Regions from separate parts of the Callithrix jacchus genome. Here region 2 is linked to region 1. The links are chromatin contacts, called in public Hi-C maps. All regions are on one chromosome and are shown on one strand. The core of a region is the stretch at or near the end of the contact, and the rest is flanking DNA. Distances in the headings are between cores, read along the strand shown.

Evidence for each region. Hi-C and Micro-C count contacts between places; a contact is called where the count stands out from the background.
Region 2: a contact with region 1 is called in a Hi-C map of skeletal muscle, with 3 times the contacts expected there. The contact joins two enhancer-like sites. A contact is called at or near these places in 3 of 3 Hi-C or Micro-C datasets (induced pluripotent stem cells and skeletal muscle).

The regions. Positions count from the first base shown.
Region 1 is chr1:191,160,098-191,164,207 of calJac240_pri, reverse strand. It overlaps MRTFA (myocardin related transcription factor A), which reads left to right. Exons shown (of 14, transcript XM_078334625.1): 5 at 3,491-3,546. Among named protein-coding and RNA genes, the nearest start is that of SGSM3, 63 kb to the right of the region's middle. Within about 2 kb of position 2,482, at least 5 of the 16 cell types and tissues checked have an H3K27ac peak or open chromatin away from gene starts, as enhancers often do. A contact at or near this core is called in skeletal muscle, where this site is marked.
Region 2 is chr1:191,362,777-191,366,536 of calJac240_pri, reverse strand. The region is part of intron 5 of LOC108590263 (a long non-coding RNA gene); the gene reads left to right. Among named protein-coding and RNA genes, the nearest start is that of MRTFA, 20 kb to the right of the region's middle. Within about 2 kb of position 2,391, at least 15 of the 16 cell types and tissues checked have an H3K27ac peak or open chromatin away from gene starts, as enhancers often do. A contact at or near this core is called in skeletal muscle, where this site is marked.

The sequences.
Region 1 (4,110 bases), core at 1,233-3,732:
TTTCAAGACAGAGTCTCAGTCTGTCACCCAGGTTGGAGTGCAGTGGCACGATCTCGGCTAACTATAACCTCTGCCTCCCAGTTTCAAACAATTCTCATGCCTCAGCCTCCCCATTAGCTGGGATTACAGGTGCCCACCACCGTGCCCAGCTAATTTTTGTATTTTTAGTAGAGACAGGGTTTTGTCATATTGGCCAGGTTGATCCTGAACTCCTGACCTCAGGTGATCCGCCTGCCTCAGCCTCCCAAAGTGCTGGGATTGCAGGTTTGAGCCACTGTGGTTATATCTTCCAATTCAGGACCCTTAAAAGATTAGGTTATAATCTTATCCCTGCTATTTGCTTGCCTTTCCTTTTTGGACCTGTCCATATCTATAAAATGGAATATTACCTACCACATAGAATTAGGAATATTAAATTAGCAAACAGGTTTAAAATACCTAGAACAGTGCTCACCATATAAGTAAGCACCCAATAGATATTAATCCGTTTCTTGCTATTACATGAAAGTGTCCTTAATGGGACCAGATAGCAATTCATTCACAGTAGTCCTCCCTTATTCCCGAGGAACACATGCCAAGACCCCTCAGTGGATACCTGAAAAATCCTATATATATTGTGTTTTTTTCCTATATGTATGACCTATTACAAAATTTTATTTATAAATCTGACATAGTAAGAAATTAAAACAGAGCAATTTTAACAATACACTGTAATAAAAGTTTTGTGAATATGGGCCCACTCAAAATAGTGTAGCATTTTTATACTTTGGTTGGACTGGAATATCTGAAACCATGGAAAGCAAAACTGTAGATGAGGGGACTGCTGTGTTCTGTAGCCATGTCACCTATCACCCGTCCTGCACTAGTGGTTCACCACCTTGTACATGAAGATGATGTCCTCAAGAAGTTCTTATGAGTTGAGTTGTTTTCCTACAAGTTGGGTTTGTACCTTACCCATTGGGGATAGCCAGCCAGTGTGGGTTGTTGGGGCAGCAAGTTAGCCAGGATTTCAGGCAGAGAATCTGTGGCTGTGTTTTAGAAACTAGCTGGCCTGTGAGTGAATCAAGCCAGTGATTCAACGGAATTACAGTGTTTGGTGACAACACCACCTGAATATATTGGCACATGTACCATTTGGTTCAGGGCAGTCTCGCTGGTATTTCTTTCTTAAGAGTTCTGAGAGGTGGGTAGATTCTCAGTCTGAAAGAAAATTAGACCCTGAAAGCAGTCACAACCCACGTCACCCAGCAGTAATTGGTAGCAGGCAGTACTGGAATGCACAACCCTTGACTGTCTATCCAGAACTTTTGTGAAGTTTTGAACCCAGTTGAGAACCAGAATTCTGGCAGTTCAGATGAAAGTTTAGAGCTCTGCTGCAGAATCCTCCTGTTACTAGTCACTTTGTGTCTGCTTCTTACAGAATATTCATTGAGTGAATAATTACTGTGTGCCTGGTATTCTAGGTACTTAGAGATACCATAACTGAAGAAATAGACAAAACCCTTGCTGTGCTCTGATGGGGGTGGGGGAGCATACTGTAAATGTAAGAGACTGAGAGTAAACAAACAAGAAAAATATATCATATTTCTTTTTTCTTTCTTTCTTTTTTTTTTTGAGATGGAGTCTCACTCTGTCGTTTAGGCTGGAATGCAGTGGTGCAATCTCAGCTCCCAGTTTCAAGTGATTCTCCTGCCTCAGCCTACTGAGTTGCTGGGATTACAGGTGCCTGCCACCATGCCCGGCTAATTTTTGTATTTTTAGTAGAAGTGGGGTTTCACCATGTTGTCCAGGCTGGTCTCGAACTCCTGACCTCATTATCCACCCACCTTGGCCTCCCAAAGTGCTGTGATTACAGGCATGGGCTACCATGCCCAGCCAAATATGTAGTATTTGTATTAAGAATGTCAAGACAGTGATGAGTGTTGTAGAAAAACAATGAGGCAGGAAAGGAAGCTGGGTGGGATGGGGTGGGGTGGGGTGGACAGTGTTTGTTTTCTCTTGATTCTTTGTACTTACTGTCTCATGCATATGCTAAGCTTTCCAAGAGCTGAGGTTTGAAGGTTGCTTTCCAACACCCAGGTTCCTGCAGAGCAGGGCCTTTGGAGTTGAGGCAGCTTTACACAGTAGAAGCAGGTGCAGGGGGTGTATGTTCATCCACTGAAATGCCCACGACCTGACCATATAAGAAGTAGGGAGGCCTGGATAGTGCCCAGGTGGGTTGAGGAGGTAACTTGTGCTGGTTTTTCTTTGATGTTATTTGTTAAATCTAGAGCTCCCCCTTCTGTTAGAAGGTGGGATCTCAGTAGTGCTTTTAAGACTGGTTTCTTTTTTATCCTTAGATTCACAGAATTTTTAAAAAAACAAATACTGCTGGACCTTTGAAGCTTTCTGCTGGGACTGCTATTGCTGAGGCCCAGCCCCCCGCTGGGGGGAGGGAGGAGGAAGAAGCACAAAGGCCCAGGCAGGATAGGGTCCTATCTATGCTCTAGTGCTACTTTTAGCAGCTCCTTAACCCTGCACTCCTGCCACAGCCAGCAGCCTCACAAAAGTTATCTCTGCTCACAGTTTCACAGCTCTTGGGAAATTGTAAGGGCAGCAGAAGTGAAACTGACCACAGTCTTATAAATTTCTCTCTTATTGCCACTGTTCCCTACTTGAAGTGAGTCAGGCCTTTTCCTCAGCCTCAAAGTGTCTTAAGTTGTTATTTGTCCTAACAGCCAAATTTTTGACAAAAGGAGTCAGACCCTCCATTCATGGTGTAGCCTTTCTGGAGGCCCTTGGTTTGGTCTTGCCACCTGAGCATTGTTTGCAGAAGTCAAGACTTGTGGTCTTTGTGTGGTATCCCCAGAATAGAGCTGAGCCCTACTTGTCAGCTGTCGGTTGTGTGTGTTCCTTCACGTACAATTGCTGTGGAGCTCTTTTAGTCCTTAGAGATGAAATTCAAGTTAATTTTAGCAGCACTGTAAATATCAGGTGCAGTGTAAAAGGAAATAGCACCGAGTGGACATACATGTATCCTTTTGGTTTTAACTGTCCCATTGAAAGAGTTTGGCCACTTTATGATTCCTCATGAGGTTGAAAAAGTAAGGTTGACCTGGCATGCATCTCTGCCCCTTCCTGTGTGCTGGTCTCCTGAGAATAACGTGAGGCCTTCAGGCATCCTTGGAGGCCTGGCTGATGGGGGCTTTGTGGCTGAAGGTCCAGCCATGGGTTAGGGTATTTGTTACAGTTGCATACCATGAGTGTACTTTATACAGCCTGAGCTTAGGCAGTGATAGTTCCCATTAGGAATCATATATTGGTTTCTACCAAAACTGTTTGAATGGGGTAGCTAAACCATAAAGATACGTGCTTACCCAGGTGTCATGGCCTTCACTTCAGCGATATTTATAGTACGTCTACTAACAGTAACTATGCCTTCTCCACTCAATATTGTAGCACTAGATGTGATGCTTTGCTTGCAGGTAATTCTTTACTGTTCTCTCAACAGCTTTGAAAAGTCCAGCTGCATTTCATGAGCAGAGAAGGAGCTTGGAGCGGGCCAGGGTAAGGTACCTTTTTTTCCCCTCATAACCCCCAGAGAGCATTTTTCAGAGCTCATTGCATTGCTGGTTATATTTCTATTTAGAGCTTTTCATAGAACTGTGAGGCCAGAGCCTACTAGACTCTAGGACCAGCCTTAGCCTCATAGTTCTAAATGGAAAGCTCTGCTTCTCCTACTTCATCCCTTCCCCCATCCACCTCCCATGGTGATTATATGGAATATGATTGAGATGAGGTTTCTCCTTAGTACATTTAAGGATATGGAGTGATCACCCAGTTTTCCTTCCCTGAACGTTGGAGTGATTTGGAGACCACTAGTATTTCCCCATTTTTAATTCCACTTAACATTTCGTAGATGTTGGGACACAAACATTAGCCAATGGAAAAGCTTTCCAGGTTTACACTGCCCACACCTCACAAGGTGGGCATTCCAAGGGGCAGGAAACCTCCCTGGTCTCCATCTGCCCAGAATAGGTGGTGTCCACTTGACCGTTGCAGAAAGCAGAAACTGGCCGACACTCCAAGCACAAGTTTTCTGCTGCAGCACCTTACTTGCATCCCCATCCC
Region 2 (3,760 bases), core at 1,142-3,641, 200 kb before region 1:
ACTCTTTGCTGTGGGTTTTATTTTTTTTGAGACGTTATAGTTACTAACATTTGAACAGCCTTTTACACACGTGCCTTATCTCAGCTGATCCTGTGGGGCAGATATGATCCCTAGTGACAGATATGGGGACTGTGGAGCAGAGAGTTGGGTGGCCATCCCAGAACCATCCAACTGGCACGGCAGAGCCGGGCCCCAAGCCCAGGCCTTTCACTCTTCTGATGCCAAATTCTGTGCTCATTCTTCTCCACAGGGCTGCCTTGTGATGAGACTTTCTTCCTATACTACTTCCAAAATGCTGACATTACTGAGCTATTTAACTGTTGTCTTAAAAAAAAAAAAAAAAAGGAAAACCAAACCAAAATGCCAGTGTCAAGGAAATTGGCACACTTCAGTTGGTCTCAACCCCTGTATTTTTAGACCTTAGAGGCAGCCCCTCTCTGGCTGAACCTCTTCAGCCTTTTGCCCACTGCTGGTCAGGCCCTTCCTGCTTCAGTTCTGCAGCATCTGGGTCCCAATTTCACATAACTGAACGGGGGCTGGCTTGCCCTGTGACACGGGGCAAATGTTTGTGGAAAGGACTGCAATGGGGTGAAAGGAAAATCCCATTCTTTCAGACTCCTGTTTTAGTTGAGCGCACAGGACCCTTCATGGTCAGGCCTCTTCTCACCACCGCCTGCTTCCCCCCATGCCATGTTACCCTTAAACATCTTAGCGTTTCCAGAAAGGGCTGTGGGCTCCTGTAACTTCTGCACGTGTTGACCCTCTCCAGCCTTTCTACGCTTGGCCTGGCTGCCTCTTCAGCTGTTCTTCACAATGCAGTAGAATGACCTCCTGGAAGCTCCCTCCCCTGGCCTCCAGCAAACAGCTAGCATGGCCATACTGCAGGAGATGCTGCTTTACCAGGCTGCTCACCGGTTGGCTCTAAGGACTCACAGCTGCCCCACAGCTGTCCTCTTATGTGAAGAGGGGCCCTTGGCTGACAAGCACCCCCAACCTCACCTCCCATCAGCCCCATCCAAAGCCTGAAAGGAGGTGGACAAGGCCATTCTCTTTGGCCTCCAAGGGAGCCACTCTGCTTGGAACCCAGCCCTCTGACCCAGGCCAAGGCTAGACCTGAGACCCGGCTCCGCAATTTCTCCTTTGCTACCTGCTTCACTTCCCCTTATAGACCTTCTCTTCTCTTCTCTCGTTCTTTCTTTCTTCCTTTCTTTCCAGGGAATTTTGCTCTTCTCACCCAGGCTAGAGTGCAGTGGTGCAGTCTCGGCTCACTGCAACCTCTTGCTTCCTAGGTTCAGGTGATTCTCCTGCCTGAGCCTCCCTAGTAGCTGGGATTACAGGCACCCACCACCATGCCTAATTTTTGCATTTTTATTAGAGATGGGGTTTCATTCACCATTTTTGCCAGGCTGATCTCGAACTCCTGACCTCAGGTGATCTGCCCACCTCAGCCTCCCAAAGTGCTGGGATTACAGGCATTTTCCTTCAACAAACCTCAGCAACCAGACCCCTGCTTCGGACTAAGGCTAGCGCACATTCCATGGTGATTAATCACTTTTCTTATTGTCTCCAGAGTAGACTCTGAGTACCCAGGAGGCAGGAACGTTGTCCACACCTCCTAGTTGGAGGCCTGGCACAGAGCAGTTTCTCTGGTTGAACTCTCCAGCTCCCCAGTGGTTCTGCACAGCTCCCCTTGCCTTCCTGTTCTACCTCCATTTTTTCTACTCTTCTCTCCCCTGGAGTGACAGAGATCCGTTTGTCAAGGCTAAGCTTGGGGTGCAGTGGGGAGGGCAGCTGGAGGTGGAACTGGCCAAACTTCCAATCCCCACCCCACCCCCGCCCCCACCAACCCCGTCCTGCTTCGTGGAACTTAGGTTTGAAACACAGGAGAGAACCAGAGAAGGGCCTGCTAGCCACAGGGCAGGCCACAGCGGAGCCCTGGGGTGCCCCCTGGGGCTGGGGTGTGAGGCGGGGGCAACTGTGTGCTCACCCCGGAAGAGACTGCACGGGCCCACGTAGAGAGAGCACCGCAGCCTGGCTGGCGGCCTTTTCTAAGGGCTGCTCTTGACTTCCGCCTCCCTCTCCCTTCACTTCATCAACGCTATAGGAACCATGGTGAGCCCACGCTTTTTCATTCATTCCCTCCCACTCACGACACAGGCCCACGTCACAGGAGGCATGACTCGCCTGGGAGGCTGATTAGCTTTCCAGGCAGCATCCAGCTCACGCAGGCGCTGAGTCAGTGCCGCCTAAGCCCAGCCAGGAGGGAGGTGACTCAGGCCCGGAACTGTGGGTCTCCTCCCCTCAAGCCCTGCCAAGCAGCCAGGCGCAGGGAGAAGCCACCCAGGGCCAGGCCCTGGGATAATGCTCCGGGCGCTAAGCCCTCCTAAATCCCCAAGCCCAACCATAAGGCACATATGTAGTACCAGCTGCCCCCCATCCTCTGTCCCCATCTCCCTGGGGAAGACTCAGAAGCCTCCCGACTTTCAGTAGGGCTCCTCAAGCAGGGGGCGGGGGCAGTAGTAACTGACCCGGATGTGGCCACGTTGATTGGCTCAGGGTTGGGCATGTGATCTATCGGAACCAATGAGAGGCATTGAGACTCAGGCTAAATGTCTAGGACAAAGTCCCTCATCGTTTTTTTTTCTGCTGGACTTGTAACTTCAGGGGACCTAGGGGCTTGAACTGCTGGCTCTAGCTTGCCAGCATGTGAAACCTGCCTCTGACACCAACTCTGCAGAAAAGAGAGAAAATGACAAGAAACTGAGTCCTGGTTATACTCTGGAGTCCTGAATTGAGCCATACCTGAAGCTAGATAGTACGGGGACTTTTGGATTTTCCTGACTTAATGCAGTCCTTTTGCTTAATAAGTTAGTCTGTTTCCTATCCCTTGCAATTGTAAGAATTCTAATCAGTACCACCATTTGCTACCACATTTAATCCTAAAACATGAATTTTTTTCCATTTTAATGAAATCATCATTACTGGCAAATCTGAGAAATTAAACATAGCTGTTCATAGTGTCTTTTTTTTTTTTTTTTTTTTTTTTTTGTGAGACAGAGTCTCACTCCATCGCCAGGCTGGAGTGCAGTGGCTCGATCTCGGCTCACTGCAACTTCCACCTCCTGGGTTCAGGCAATTCTCCTGCCTCAGCCTCCCTAGTAGCTGGGACTACAGGCACGTGCCACCATGCCCAGCTAATTTTTGTATTTTTAGTAGAGACGGGTTTTCAGCATGTTGGCCAGGATGGTCTCAATCTCCTGACCTCATGATCTCCTGAACCCGGGAGGCGGAGGTTGCAGTGAGCCGAGATCGTGTCAATGCACTCAAAGCCTGGTGACAGAGCGCGACTGTCTCAAAAAAAAAAAAAAGTCACTTGCTCTAAGTCACAAGCTGAGTTTGAACATTATGGACCTAATCATCGCATCTCATCCATACTGGGTTCCTGCTGGTCAAAAGGAGTGGGGAGCTGGGGACATCTGTACATTTCTGCTCTGCTCCTAAGCAGTCTGGCCTAGACTGGCTGAGTGGAGATAAAATCAAGTGGTTACAATGGCCTGGCCTTTACACTATGGCCTTACTGTCACACAGTTTCAGTTCACCAACTTGGGCCTAAACAGAGACCCCTGCTCCCTGCAAATCTTTACATCTACTGTTTAAATAGTGTAGTAGGTCATGCCTTGGGTTGTAGTTTTTCCTCCTCTAAGTATTTTATTTATTTATTTATTTATTTTATTTATTTTGAGATGGACTCTCATTCTGT